Linked DNA regions of Hordeum vulgare: region 2 is linked to region 1. A link is a contact called in public Hi-C data. All regions are on one chromosome and are shown on one strand. The core of a region is the stretch at or near the end of the contact, and the rest is flanking DNA. Distances in the headings are between cores, read along the strand shown.

The links. A called contact is a pair of places that touch in the nucleus more often than the background predicts.
Region 2: a Hi-C map of leaf shows a contact between it and region 1, with 2.8 times the contacts expected there. The contact joins the promoter of LOC123406099 here to the enhancer-like site in region 1. A contact is called at or near these places in 2 of 6 Hi-C or Micro-C datasets (leaf and seedling) and 1 of 1 datasets of contacts at active chromatin or transcription factors (embryo).

Annotation. Positions count from the first base shown.
Region 1 is chr6H:417,633,866-417,641,834 of MorexV3_pseudomolecules_assembly, forward strand. No RefSeq gene overlaps it. Among protein-coding and RNA genes, the nearest start is that of LOC123406276, 73 kb to the left of the region's middle. Within about 2 kb of position 3,411, at least 3 of the 3 cell types and tissues checked have open chromatin away from gene starts, as enhancers often do. A contact at or near this core is called in leaf and seedling, where this site is marked.
Region 2 is chr6H:417,997,950-418,005,918 of MorexV3_pseudomolecules_assembly, forward strand. It overlaps LOC123406099 (S-adenosylmethionine synthase 2), which reads left to right and starts at 5,265. Exons shown (of 2, transcript XM_045099588.1): 1 at 5,265-5,462; 2 at 6,283-7,903. The coding sequence starts at 6,304. The coding sequence ends at 7,488.

The DNA of each region.
Region 1 (7,969 bases), core at 2,161-4,660:
TTCATGAAGATCTATCCAATGTAATACTAAAGAAAAGTTCATATTAGCATGTGGCATACGTCATGAAGGAAGCTGCACTGAATTAGTCAAAGGAAATCCAAAACTGCCAAAATGAGCTCAAATGAATCATGCACTATCAGTCAGTATAATATCCATATATATATCGTCAACCCTGTAATAAAATCAATATATCCTTTCCAAAATGCACTATAACTTTATGAATCATAATTTAGCAACTGAAGAGTGGACAAGAAAAAGGAAACTTTATAGTTTAGTTGGTTTGAAGCCAAATGCTAATCATACAACTGAAGCCAAAAAGATGAGACACAAGAAGACATTCCAGATTTTGTTGGTGTGCATTTTCTGGAAGTAAAAAACTAGATTGCTCACATGCATAGCCATCATCTTATCTCAAACAGTCAACAAAAGTACATATTATGATGCAGTTAGAAGAAAACAATCATAAATATGTCCAAACGAGAAACTCAATACAATATCTTTTAACAGAACTATATCAAGACTATGCCCAGTCTCTCCTTATGTAGCATTTCAATGTAGACTCTATGGATGCACTCGGTGTGTACTACAGCCTAATCATCTTCACCTAATTAAATCCATTGGCACCTTCTTTCTTGCCTTCACTTGCCGCTGGCCACCAGGTTCATAGATGAAAATAAGGAAAGAAAATAAATCAATAGTCAAGCCGACATAGTTCCTAAAAAAAAAAAAAGTCAAGCCGACATAACACGTCAATCGCCCAGATGGTAATTTTACAAGTGGAACATATGTGCAATAATATTTGCTAGGTAACATAGAAAATGAAAGTACGTACCGAGTTTGGTAATGGCCTCTCCCTATTTTCTTGCAAGGGCGAATCACGTGGGCCATCACTTCTAGAACGCCTCGAAGGCTCGACGTAAAGCTCAACAAGTGCCACCGCAACTGCCGTATTGTTTCTAGCGCGGTCTACTTGAGGTGAGGTCGCCCCATTATTTACAATGCGCTTAATCATGTACTACCATTGGCATGGTATTCTTGCTGCATATTAGCCTGGCATTCGGGTATTTTGGTTATTTCGGTTCGGATAGTTCGATTTCGGATATTTTGGTTATTTCGGTTTGGGTAGTTCGGTTTATGGGTAATTTGGGTATTTGAAAATGGGAACCAAAATTATTTCTGTTAAAAAAAATACCCGAACCCAAATTACCCAAAATTTCGATTCGGGTAATTCGGGTACTCAAAATACCCAAAGTATTCTAAGCATACATCAACTTTTGATATGAATAACTCGGATAGTATGGGTATTTTTGATAATATGAGTATTTTAGTTAGTATGGATAACAAGTTAGTGTAATAATAGCATAATTTTTTTGGATAGTATGAATAATTTGGGTAGTATGTATATTTCGGGTTTTCCACACTAGAACCCGAACTCTAACCCGAAAGCTGAATAGTCAAGAAATGAGAACCGAACCCTTACCTGATACCCGAATTACCCGACAATTCTGTTAATTCGGTTCGGTTCAGGTTCGGGTAGTGGGTTCGGGTACCCAAACGCCCAGGGTGAGCTGCATATATGCGGATAGTCTTCCTGCTTTTTTTCGGCTTGCAGACCAGGAGACAAGATTCTATTGGATCCATCTCCTAATGATTGATGATGTACAATGTGTCTAATTCCAGTTCTTGGAGCCACGACTCCTCACTTCGTGATAGTCATGTAGTTTCTTATGTGTTGGCCTGAAAACCATACTAATTATAATTATGTGGCTCTCAAGTTTGCTAATGTGTCATTGTGTAGTTGCAAACGTCTTTCACTTGACTGGCTTGACCTCTTACTATTATATTGCATATTTTTAGATGATATTGGTAGTCACTCGAGCATCGATTTTTTCTATGTTCACTGCAAGTTTTTTTTAAACTTCATCTTCTCTTACTGAACTATTGGTCTAATTGTAGGTTGCCTGTTGCACCTAAGGTTGGATATATGGTGATATGGTAAAGACTATTTGGGAAAGCGGGTGTACAGTGTGCATATATTAAGAAACAAACTATAGTCTGTGATGTGATCATTGCATTTTAATTTAGTATATGCGATCAATTGTAGGTAAATACTGAATGCACCTCTATGGCAAGTGCACACATCAAGGTGCCATCTTTTACTCAATCGATTTCAAAACAAGGCATGAGAGTGTCATACACTCTTTTATTGCATTGTGTAAAGATATGTGGTGTGAGGGGAAGGAGAATTGTAGCAGCTCATATTCTAAAGTTATGGCTGAGCTGACAATGGAGACATTATTTGGGCAAGTATTCCGAAAACAGGAATTCCATGCAGTTTAACGACCATATGGTTGGAGAGTCACTGTCGGTATACTGGATCAAGCAAGTGGTGAGATCACGGTAATGTAGGTGGCTCATATTAGTAAAGATGAAGTTGATTACCCCTGTGACGAAGTTGTCCATGTCCTTATTGTGGGCGTGATTGTTCAGTAATGAGTGCCTTGGAGCAGTTATCTTCCAACATGTATGCTGAATGCATTCCATCTGAAACAAAATTGAGTGTGTGCTTACAGCAGGTAAGACAATGGTGGCTGGTTGCTGGCCGGTCCCATGTATTGCTGGATTGACGCACTTCGTTGAGCTCTATGCGGTGGGTCAGCCTGGGCATTCAGGTATTTTGGTTATTTTGATTCGGGTAGTTTGGTTTATGGGTAATTCGGGTATTTGAAAATGGGAACCAAAATTATTTCTGTTAAAAAAATACCCGAACCCAAATTACCTAAAATTTCGATTTGGGTAATTCGGGTACCCAAAATACCTAAAGTATTATGAGCATACATCAACTTTTGATATGAATAACTCGGATAGTATGGGTATTTTTGATAATATGAGTATTTTAGTTAGTATGGGTAACAAGTTAGTATAATAATAGCATGAAAATTTTGGATAGTACGAATAATTTGGATAATATGGATATTTCAGGTTTTTCACATTAAAACTCAAACCCTAACCCGAAAACCGAATAGTCAAGAAATAAGAACCGAACCCTTACCTGATACCTGAATTACCCGACAATTCTAGTAATTCGGTTCGGTTCGGGTTCGGGCTCGGGTACCCAAACGACCAGGGTGAGCGATGGATGCACCGATCCAATCTCGTCCTCTCAAAGTTGGTAAGAGAAGCAGTAATTTAAACTTGAGGGGAAGCATCAGTCCACAGCAATCAGCCATTCTCCTCCTCCACAGGGCACGACGCTCTCCACAAAAAATGAAGCACGGAAGCAGCAACTATACAAAAACCAGAGCCCAATCCAATGATATCGTTGCTGGAGAAACACCATACTGAACCCAGCCTAAGACAGCAAACAACAAATCCAATACGAGAGGAAGCAATACAAACCAGATCACACGCAGGGCAGAGTAGCAGATCGAGCAGACAGATGGCGTGAGACGGATGACCAGAACAGCAGTGGCGCAGGCCGTATGTACAGCCAAGCGGCGTCCCAAGCAGAATCCGCAGGAAGCAACATCGACAGCTGGAACATCACGGCGGTGAGGATCCTACAACCACTGCAAGGAGCCGAGCGTACCCACCACCACCCAGATCACCGATCTCCTCTGTCGAGAGCTGGATTGAGGACTGTTTAGGGTTCCCGCCGCCGCCGGCCGTCCCCGCCCCCTCCCCCCCCCCCCCCCCGGATCCGCCCCGGGCCGCCTCCCCGGGAGGTGGCCGGGGCGGCGCGAGCTCCGCCCCTCTTCGGCCTCCCTTCTCCTCCTTCCCTTCCTGCCGCCGCCGACGGCCGCCCCCGGCGCTTGGCCAGATGGTGTTGGCGGCGGTGCTCCTCGGCTCGACGACGGTCCGGCGACCCGGCAGCAATGGCCGGCGACGCGTGAGGTGGTGGTGTTGCCCCTTGGCGCTTAGACGGCGTGGTGACGCAGGTTGGCCGGTGGCGCGTCCCCGGCCCAGATCTAGGCCTTGTGGGCCTCATCTGGATCCTGGCGGGCTGGTTCCCGACGTGGCTTCATCGTCGTCTGTGTGGTGAGGAGGAGGAGCAGCTCGGACGTGGGGCGGCGACGCCGAAGGCGCGCCTGCTGCAGCGCGATGGCGGGAGCTTTACGGGCGTGGAGAGCCCGACCGGGCCTGTGGGCCCACGGGCCTGGTATGCTCCTGCTATTATGCCCGGTCGGCTGCCGTCGTCGACGGTGGAGGTTGTACCCTCCCGCGTGCCGACGGTGTTGTGGCCCTAGTCCCGGTTCCTATTCCCCGCTGTGCAGGCCTCACTTCTGGTGCCGTGGTGAGACGACGTGGAGGCTTCATGACCGCGGTGGCGCAAGATGGTGGTCGCTTTGGTGGCAGGCTCTGGAGCATCCGAGGTGAAGGTTGAAATTGGGGGAAACCCCTGTCGGCCTGGCCGACACCGACGCGGCGACGCTTGTCGGTGCCGCCGGACCTTCCTGGAGGGCGTCGGGGGCGACCCTTCCTCTTGCCTCGTCAAGTACCGGGGGAAACCCTTGGCAGCAGCGTCGTCATCGTCGCGGTCCTTCTTGGAGGTGTTGATTGGTACCGGTGCTTCGGATCCTTGGAGCTTGGTGGGAAATCTTCGGTGGGCGCAGTGGTCGTGAAGCTTCTTCGTTTTCGTTGATCCGTCGTTGTCGGTATTTTTTCTCTTGTTGTTTCTCTTTCGTTTCTTTTGGATGTGATTGTGCTGCTTCCGCTCCAGCATCTGCTATTGACTGTATCGGTTGGTTGCTTTGTAATACAAACCGGGGAACCCTTTTTCCGTAGAGCTGGGATTGAGTGGATGATCCGGTGAGAGGACGCGCACAGCCAAACCCGCACACACCAGACACGCGTGGCTTGGACCAGCGGGAGGCTGCCGTTGCTCTCCGTGAACGATAGCGCGTCCATCCGTCCACCCGTGAATGTTGTGGCCCACCAGGGAAACACATGTCTGAGCGCTCTCAGATCCCAGCCATCTATTGCCAGGGAAATCCCTAATTTTTTTTTATTGCCGGGGAGTTTTCTTTTTCTTTTTTAAGGGTCTACATTCTCGGGGAAGTTTTATTCACATAAACAAGTGTGACGAGCGGTCAAAATCTTACCTCTCAATTGTTTTTTCGAAAATTATCCAGATATATTATTAATGTTCATTAGAAATACAAAGCATATCAAACATAATAAAAAAACTACGTCGAGATTTCAAGATCACCTCATCTTTTATTTCTAAATATTTAGAACCCATTACCTAATTTTGCTAGACATGCAAACAGTCCATACAAGTAAGTCATGCATGTTAGTACAAGTTACGCCTTGTGTATTTAATTATGTATGCGTGCAACATTGTGACATCATCAATACATGCATTTTAGTTCTAAATTATTATTTTTCATCCTATTTTGTATTGAAAATACATGTGTTGAACGATTCCATATACTAATGTAGTGCAGCCTTCACATTTGACATTATTTGACTACAACTTTAAAAATATTTTTATATGCTTCATATTTGTAAATTATTTTGTAATCATATATGTGCTTCATATTAGTTTTAGTTATTTTGTAGCAATTATTTACGCTTTTTTTTTACCAAAGTTTCAGCTGCAACAAGCGGGGCATCATCTAGTATACTATGTTGATGATGCACCATTGTAGCCGCTCGCCTACCGGAGTCGTCTTGACCTGGTCGATGATAGCCGGAAAGTTTTGTGCACGTGCCCCCAAGGATCACTGCCCTCGAGTCGCAATTGTCGTTGTTGAACCCTTGCATTGCTCTGAAGCACCTGGCACTAAATCTCGTCACATGACAACAAACCCTAACCTCATCGCTCCAGGAGAGAGGGCAATCTACAACGAAGCTTCGTGAGCTATGTCCAAATGGACGAACTCGAGGAGGATCGAACCTTGAAAGACAAACTCAAAGAAGTAGCGCCATCATCCGCCTGAGCATCGCACCTACGAGGACAAAAAAACAGACCTAAACTACTAACCGGATCAGAGGCACCAGGATTCCCATCCCCATCACAGCCAGCCGGAGCGACACAAAGAGGGAAGGTGAATCCATGGGCTTGCCGGTGAAGTTTTGAAGGGAGAGTTTGTCCTAGCCGCCAAGAGCTTGCTCTCCTCGGACAACAAGCGACACCATAAAAACACATGTCGAAGCACTCCTAGCCATCCATTCCCACAAAGTGGTATATATTTTCAGGGAATTTGTATTCACACAAACAAGGATGATGCGCAGAAACAAGTGGGATGACCCAGTCAAGGCCGTACCCCTCAACTGAACGAGGAAGCTCCTAATCTATGGAGCTTAGTGATTTGCAAAGATAATGGTAAAGATAAAGATATCCTTTCTTTGCATGAGAAACTGTCAATCCATTCATCTTCAATTATGAGAGTACAAGGAACACCAAAGGTAATAAAAATTATATCCAGATCTGTGGACCACCCAGCGACGGCTACAGACACTGTGGTGAGCCGAAGGCGCGCAACTGTCATCGCGCCTCCCTCTCCAGAGCCTGACAAACCTTGTTGTAGTAAATAGTCAGGAGGTCGTCGTTCTAAGGCCCCATAGGCCCAGCGCACGGGAGCAACAACCATCTCTTGAAGAAACTCGTAAATCGAAAGGACCAAACATGTACATACCCAAACGAACATGAACGAAGACCGAATCCAAAATGATCCACCGAAAACCAGCACTGACCGGATCCCATGAGATCTAACGTAGCACACCTCTACACACCCTCCGACAACACTGTACACACTATCTGGATGGGGATAGAATGTGGGATACATTATTCCTACATCCCACCAAACATACATGCCATGTGGTTAGATGATGAGCTCATCTTCGGCACCAACGGAACATGCAGCCAAGACTCTTCCATAACCATTGATAAGGTAATCTGATTATTATTTGTAATCAAATTTCTAGCACATTGTATGCATTCAATAATAACATTGTGTCTTTACACATATTTGTTCCTCAAGAAAACAAGACATGAGATAATAGTCACTGTTGAGTATATGTGTTATGTGCATCTTGTGTATTTGGCCCATCTTTAAGTTTCGTATAGTTGAGGTTGTGGTCCACCTTGTACATCATATATACATGCGGTTGCACTTGATCAATATGTCAAGCAATTCCATCATCATATATGGTATTAGTTTTTAGGTTACAAGCCTAGCTTCCGCTCGCCGCGCCTCTCTCTAATCGCGTCGCCACCGCGTCTCCACCGTCGCCGCTGTCGCGCACCCATCGCGCCGCCGTCGACGCATCTCCACCCGCCGCCGCCGCGCTTCCCTGGCGCTGCCGCTGCACCCGCCGCCGTGCCTCGCCCCCGCCGCCTCATCTGTTGTTTCGTCCAGCCTCTCCTGCGTCGCCGCCGCCTCTTCATCCTCCTGTTGCCGATGTGCTTCCTCGCACTGCTGCCCTCCTTATGTTGTCCACGACCGGCTCCAACCCGTTCGTCGACGCCACTGTGACAGCCCGATGCTGACGTTCCAGAAGATTCCCCTTCTATTCTGTTTTCGTCGTGTGTCTATTTTCTTTTGTCGCATCATTCACATCATCTGCATTACATCAGCATCTCCGTTGCCGCCAGTTTTCAAAACTTGCATCCGTTGTTAGTTGCCGGTTCACGTCGTTGTCCGTTCTGAGCCCGACCGCACACGCACGCGCCCGCGGCATCGTCAAAACCCTGTTTTTAAAAGTGTGCGTAAAACTTTCTCTGATTGGGTTGAGATTTGACGTATAGACTTATTTTAATATAGGTAGGTCACCTGTCAAGTTTCGTCGCGATCGAAGTCTGTCTGGTACCCGAACGGTCGACCATAGCGGTACCGTATTCGGTCTATCGTTGGACGTTTGTCGGTGTTTTAAAACAATACGTTGACGGGCCGCACCTTTTCCCTCTAATCCCTACTTAGCCCATATACACAGCCCATCAGTGCCACCTAGCCACTTCCTCCGT
Region 2 (7,969 bases), core at 4,015-6,514, 370 kb after region 1:
CAGATGATACAGCGGGAACACAAGAGGGAAACACATAGGTGCAAGAATCACCCTTCGGATCATGGTGTCAGCCGCCTAACCATTCTTCTTTGGGATATACGTTGCATCAGGACGTGATGGATTCACCTGGCGCACACATTGCTCCTGCATGCGCGGACCCGCCTCAATCATCTTATGGCATGACCCATGGTGGGGTTTCACCTATCGTCTTGCGATCCAGGAGAACCCCGCGTTTACATGCATGAGAGTACACATCCTATGGTTGGCTCGGAGCCCAGCAATGGTGCGGCCACGACCAACGTGCCTCGACCCTCGAATGATGTGCAATTATTGGTGAATGATTGTGGACCGAGATCTTCTGTGCTCACGTCTGGATCTCTCCACACATCTACATGTCATGAACCATCCACAGAAGCTCTACGCAGGGCAGTCAGGTCTGATGTGTTGGGGAACGTTGCATGGGAAACAAAAAATTTCCTACGCACACGCAAGACCTATCATGGTGATGATCATCTACGAGAGGGGAGATCAGATCCACATACCCTTGTAGATCGCTAAGCGGGAAGCTTTAAGAAACACGGTTGATGTATTCGAACGTTTTCGCGATCCGAATCGCAAGCGTTCCACATACCCCGTCCCGATCTAGTACCGAATGGACAACACCTCTGCATTCAGCACACGTACAACTTGATGACGATATCCGCCTTCTTGATCCAGCAAGAGAGACGAAGAGGTAGCTAAATTCTCCGGTAGCACGACGGCGTGGCGGTGATGGTGGTGGAGCTATTCCGACAGGACTTCGCCGTGACGTACCGAACTAGCTACAGGGTGTCACGAAGTGGTGGAGGGAGAGAGGGCTGCACTATGGCTTGAGGTGCCAAAAGCCTCTCCCACCTCCATTATATATAAGTGGGAGGGAGGGGTGGCGCCCTAGGGAAAAATCCCTAGGGTTGGCCGGCGCGCCAAGCAAGAGGAGGAGTCCTCCTCCAATACGGTTTGGAGGAGGAGTCCCCTTCTCCTATTCGGTTTGGCCCCTCTCCTCCCTTTCCTTCTCCTTTTGGTCGAATAGGCCCACTTGGGCTGGTCACCATCCCACTAAGGGCTGGTGCGCCACCCTTGGGCCTCTTTGGTCCTCTCCCGGGTGGGTGGCCCCTCCCAGCGGAACTCCGGAACCCATCATCACTCCCGGTACTTTATCGGTAATGCCCGAAAACCTTCCGTAAGCCAAATGAATACTTCCTATATATCAATCTTCGTCTCTGCACCATTCCGGAAACCCTCGTGATGTCTGAGATCTCATCCGGGACTCCGAACAACCTTCGGTTACCAACATCAATAATTCAACTATACCAAAACGTCACTGAACCTTAAGTGTGCACACCCTGCGGGTTCGAGAACAATGTAAACATGACCGAGACACTCTCCGGTCAATATCCAATAGCGGGACCTGGATTCCCATATTGGATACTACATATTCTACGAAGATCTTATTGGTTGAACCTCTATGTTAAGGATTCAGTTAATCCCTTATAACATTCCCTTTGTCCTTCGGTATGTTACTTGCCTGAGATTCGATTGCCGGTATCTCCATACCTATTTCAATCTAGTTACCGACAAATCTCTTTACTCGTTCCGTAATACAAGATCCCATGGCTAACTCTTTAGTCACATTGCTTGCAAGGCTTATTTGTGATGTTGTATTATCGAGTGGACCCTGAGATACCTCTTCGTCATACAGAGTGACAAATCCTAGTCTTGATCCATGCTAACTCAACGGACACCTTCGGAGATACCTGTGGAGTACCTTTATAGTCACCCAGTTACGTTGCGACGTTTGATACACAAGGCATTCCTCCGGTGTCAGTGAGTTACATGATCTCATGGTCATAGGAATGTATACTTGACATGTAGAAAACAATAGCAACAAAATAACACGATCACATGCTACGTTTATAGTTTGGGTCTATGTCCATCACATCATTCTCCTAATGATGTGATCCCGTTATCAAGTGACAACACTTGTCTATGGCTAGGAAAGCTTAACCATCTTTGATCATCGAGCTAGTCAACTAGAGGCTCACTAGGGACTTTGTTTTGTCTATATATCCACACATGTATTTGTGTTTCCATCAATACAATTCTAGCATGGATAATAAACGATTATCTTGAAACTAAAAATATAATAATAACTATTTATTATTGCCTCTAGGGCATATTTCCAATAACTACAGTCTCAAGGTCAAGTACAGAAGCTGAGTATAAGGCTCTAGTGAATGCTACAATTGAGATTATTTGGGTTCAGTCCATGCTCAAGGAACTTGGAATAAGTCGTGATCCAACTCCTTATTTATGGTGTGATAGTCTTGGTGCCACATATCTTTCTGCTAATCCCGTCTTCCATGCCAGGACTAAGCATATTGAGATAGATTTTCACTTTGTTAGAGAAAGAGTTGCTCATAAACAATTGGAAGTCAGATTTGTTCATTCGAAGGATCAGGTTACAAATGGCTTTACCAAAGCATTACCAACAAGAAGTTTTGATGCATTCAAACGTAATCTCAATATAGAATGTTGTGATCAAGGGAGGGTGTTAAAGGACATATTCACGAGGTCTATTGTGTCACGTTGGTAGGCTGATTGGGCATATCCTAGTCTATCTCATGTAACTCTTCCTTCTTGTATTATGTCTCTTTTTCCTTGCTTTACAAGCTGTGTATTAGAGGACTTTGTATACATCACGATGGCTTCTTGTATTAACATGGAACCGTCGGCTTGTTTTGGCAAGACGTTACAACAATCTTACACGACCTACACACAAAATTGAGCAAATAAGTTATTGAAATTCCATTGAATCAAAGAGCAAAAGGCCGCACGAAAAGCATACCCCATCGTTTTTGCACTTGACGAACACAACCGGGATTTTCTGACGTTCAAGAAACACACCACACGACATGCAGCAGGCAGTCGTCGCACTTTATGAACGACAACAATGAGCCGGCAAGCCTCTGGGCTAGCGCCGAGCCAGGGTGACGATTGACGGTGATTTTGTTGGCGGACCAACGACTGTACAAAATTCGAGCGGCTAGAGGCGGATTGGGCGCCTACATGCGGCACCGAGGCATTTCCCAGGTCGACTGGACCGGTACGTGGCTAATCCATGGCAAGCGCAATCCATTGCCGGTCGGATTGGCCAAATCCCGTCGCCAAGACGTGCCAAATCTCGTCGTCGCCACACCAGCCTTCCACGTCGACATGAAGGAGGCGCCCCGCCGGTGGATGTGCTGCTGGGTGGGGGAGGAAGGGGGATGGAGAGAAAGGTGGCCGGGAAGAATGGCGCCGGCCTAGGGTTTGTGCATTTGTTGGCGACGGGTGGGGGAAAGGGATAAAAAGGGCGAGACTGTGTCGTCGACGGGCAGGCCAGGGGAAGGAGCACGCGGGTGAGACGCGTGTCCATTTCGTGTCCGCACCGATCCAAATGCGGCCCAAATTTAGGCCTGGAATGGTTCACGGGCGGACGAAAAGCGGACATGTGTCTGTTTGAGGCGGTGCCTTGGGCCGTGTTTTCTGTGTGCGGAACTCAAACGGACACGCACGGACGAAATGAGTTTCCCCGTTAGAGTTGAGGTTTCATTAAAAACTACATATAAATATATGAAACAAAATAAATGAATATATACTCTAAAATATGTCTATATATATATGTATGTAGCGGGCTGGGCTGGGGGCCAGTTCTTTTCACCTCATAATTCTTCAGTATCATAATTCTGGGAAACTGCCCACATAATCGTTTGGCTATAGAATTGTCTGTCTACTTCTTTTTTATGATTCTAGTATGTAATTGTTGTATGAGTTGTGCGCTGAAATGTCTCAGACACCCTTAGATTGAAATGATTGATGAATTACAATCACTTGATTATTTCTAACAGTTTATGTCCAATATGAAAACCAAAACGAGCTACAAATCTAATAAAGTACATATATTAGAATACAAAAGCGAGTTCCAAATGCCTCGTGCTGCTGGGCGGACGAAGTGGAGGGGCGGACGGACGGAAGGAATGGACGGGCGGCTGGGCGCGTCCTGCTGAAGGGTCGGCTGGAGAGGCATTAAGAAGTGGCGGCCCGATGGGAAGGAGAGGAGGAGATGGGGCGGCCGGTCTGGGGCGGCGGTGCAGGAGCCTCCCACCGGCGGATCCGAGGAGGTCGAGGCCAAGGTCTGGGGCGGTGGAGTAGGGTGGCAGCCGCCAGCGGATCTGATGGTTGCAACCTTAGCATTGGGGTGGGGCGAGCACGAGTGTGGGCGGGAGGGGAGGGGGGCGGGGGGTGAACGGTAGTGTGGGAGGCTCTGTAGCAGTCTGACCCGATTGACAATTTGGACATAATTTGGTTGTCCAATAGGGATAGCAGTTGAAAACGAAAAGTTTTTTTAAGGGGCTAGTTAGAATTGTGAGAATTGCTAGGTACCTACAATTTTAAAATGCACTATTAATTGGGAAAAGGTAACCATCAGCCGGCGGATTATAATGGCCGAATCAGCCACCTCCCCCGTAAGACACGCATCCAAGCGACTATGCGGTTCTGCAACAAAGACTATATTTTTGAAACATATACGATGTTGCAGTGGTCTACTATAGATTTATGTTCTGACCATCCGGTCGCCGCCAGCCGCCCATGCCGCCCATGAACGTTGCAAATTTTTTTCGCAACTTGACCTTTGTTGTAAAAAAATCCTAAAACATGACCTTTGTTGCAAAAAATTCTTCCGCAAAAGTACCTATGTTGCAGAAAGACGAAGAAAAAAAATCCTGCAACAAGCAAATTATTTCTGAAACTCGACCGTTGTTTCAGAATTTAACGGGTATAAAGTTTATTTCTTGCAACAAAGCGAAAGTTTCTGCAACTCAGCCATCGTTTTAGGAATTATGGGGTGCCTGACCGGAGCAGATCCGACGGCTACGTGTAGATCGGACGGCCCTGCAAGTGGTGAATATTTAGTAAACATCCACCGGTGAATGCGTAGCACGTCCCTAATTGGCTATTAATTTTGGTAATTCTTACCTGATTCTTTTTTTACGATTATAATTTTCCGGAAGGTAATTTTTCAGAATCGAGTAGCCTACCAACCACGTTCAGCAGATCGCTTACGCAAGTGGAGAAGATCTTTCTAAGGAAAAGACAAGTGGGGAAGAAAATAAATTAGATGGTTGGTAGGTGATCTGACCCACCGCAAAAAGGAAAAAAAAAAAGAAATGGGTTTGGTGGGGAGGAGGGCTTCCGCAAGGGCTGCAGGCTGCAGCACAGGTTGTGCAGTCCCGCACTCTCACCAGCAACACTCATGCACGACCTGACGAGCCCCCCGCTCCTATAAATTGCGTGGCCGGGATCTGCGGACTACACCGCGCATACATTCGACCTCTTTCGGTTCGTCGGCCTCCTGAACAATAGCATCAGCACAACTGCACAAGGTTAGCACTCACCGCGTCCTGATCTCATGCTTCGATCATCTATGTCTAATTTATCTTCTTTTTCATCATACGTGGGTCGCTTAGTTACTACTCCCTCTGTAAAGAACGGAGGCTAGCTGTGGGGGGTTGGTGGGGGTTGGTGGTAGTAGGAGCAGGTGGGTGGATCGCGGTGTCCGGCCGGCGGCGCTACGTCCAATAAGTGTGCTGCCGTTCCTCGTCGGAGCGGCGGGCTCGGTGTATACGGGTGTGGTCGGCGTGGCGGCGGCATCGACTTTGCTATGGATCTTCTGTTCCTCCAGCTGCGTCGTCCACACGGCGGTTCTTGCTCCTGCGCTGCTGTATGGCCGGGTAGATGTGTACACGGGGTCGCCGGCTTCTATTCTGGCGTCGGCTTGTGTGCGGATCTAAGGCGTCGGGTGGTCCTCGGCCGATGTGCCTTTTCTTCGGCTCTTTGAAGCTTCGATGCGATGGTGTCCGGCGGGTCTTTGGCTCGAGGTCGTCGCTCCTTCCTCCGCTAGGCGCTAGCAGATTCGACGGCGTGCGGAGGATGGTGGCAGATCCAGGATTGTTCAGCAATCACCCCCCTTAGGGACCTGTTTGTTATTTCTTCTTTTAAGGGTGTTTTTTCCTGTTGTGTTTAGACGGGTTGCCCCTCTGGCTTATCATTCCAGTTTTTTTTTTTTTTTTTTTTTTGAGAATGGCTTATCATTCCAGGCTGTGCGGTAGTATATTGCTCTGTAGCTGGGACAGTACCGTGATTTTGTGGCACGACTGATATTTGTTTGATTCTAACATAGTCGAGTTATTTTTTTATTTGCAGAGCATCACTACCACGAAAGAAATGGCGGCCGAGACGTTCCTCTTCACTTCCGAGTCCGTGAACGAGGGCCATCCCGACAAGTTGTGTGACCAGGTCTCCGACGCCGTCCTGGACGCCTGCTTGGCCCAGGATCCTGACAGCAAGGTTGCCTGCGAGACCTGCACCAAGACCAACATGGTCATGGTCTTCGGTGAGATCACCACCAAGGCCACCGTGGACTATGAGAAGATCGTGCGTGACACCTGCCGCGACATTGGCTTCATCTCTGACGACGTCGGTCTCGACGCCGACCATTGCAAGGTGCTCGTCAACATCGAGCAACAATCCCCTGACATTGCCCAGGGTGTTCATGGACACTTCACCAAGCGTCCAGAAGAGGTCGGCGCCGGTGACCAGGGCATCATGTTTGGCTATGCCACGGATGAGACCCCTGAGCTGATGCCCCTCACCCACATGCTTGCCACCAAGCTCGGAGCTCGCCTCACCGAGGTCCGCAAGAATGGCACCTGTGCCTGGCTGAGGCCTGATGGAAAGACCCAGGTCACCATTGAGTACCTAAATGAGGGTGGTGCCATGGTGCCTGTTCGTGTGCACACCGTCCTCATCTCCACCCAGCATGACGAGACCGTCACCAACGATGAGATCGCCGCGGACCTCAAGGAGCACGTCATCAAGCCGGTGATTCCCGGGAAGTACCTCGATGAAAACACCATCTTCCACCTGAACCCGTCTGGTCGCTTCGTCATCGGCGGCCCTCATGGCGATGCCGGTCTCACCGGCCGCAAGATCATCATCGACACCTACGGTGGCTGGGGAGCCCATGGCGGCGGCGCTTTCTCTGGCAAGGACCCGACCAAGGTCGACCGCAGTGGCGCCTACATTGCCAGGCAGGCCGCCAAGAGCATCATCGCCAGCGGTCTCGCACGCCGCTGCATTGTGCAGATCTCATACGCAATCGGTGTACCTGAGCCTTTGTCTGTGTTCGTCGACTCCTACGGCACCGGCAAGATCCCCGACAGGGAGATCCTCAAGCTCGTGAAGGAGAACTTTGACTTCAGGCCCGGGATGATCAGCATTAACCTGGACTTGAAGAAAGGTGGAAAGAGGTTCATCAAGACAGCTGCTTATGGTCACTTTGGCCGCGACGATGCCGACTTCACCTGGGAGGTGGTGAAGCCCCTCAAGTTCGACAAGGCATCTGCCTAAGAAGAAGACATCACAGTGGGGTTATTCTTGGTCTGCTGCCACTCTAGTTCAACAATCCTTTGGCTCCTGGGAAGTAAGAAGAAGCATTCGACATCACCGCGTCTGGCTGCACTGGTCTTGCCGTCTAGTGATCAGTGCTAAGTTTTCGTACTGGTGTATCATTTCATATATTTTTCATTTTCTTTTTGAGTGTGCTGAAACTGCTGAGTGATGTGCAGTTTGCTCTGTCACTCGCTCCGTCACTTTCACTTTTCATATTCTGTTTTGTGTAGTTTCCCCTCATAAAGCTCTTTCTTCCAGAGTCTAAAGAGCCTTGTGTAATTCTGTTGCCCTGTCCTTCCCAAATTGTGATTCTTCTAAGCAGCACTTTGTATACTGTTCAAGGTTTTTAATCATGGTTTGTGCAATTGGTAAATGTAAGCCTAACTCAAGCAAAAGTGATTTGATAGGATCTGGATTTATACTGCCCAAATCATTTTGA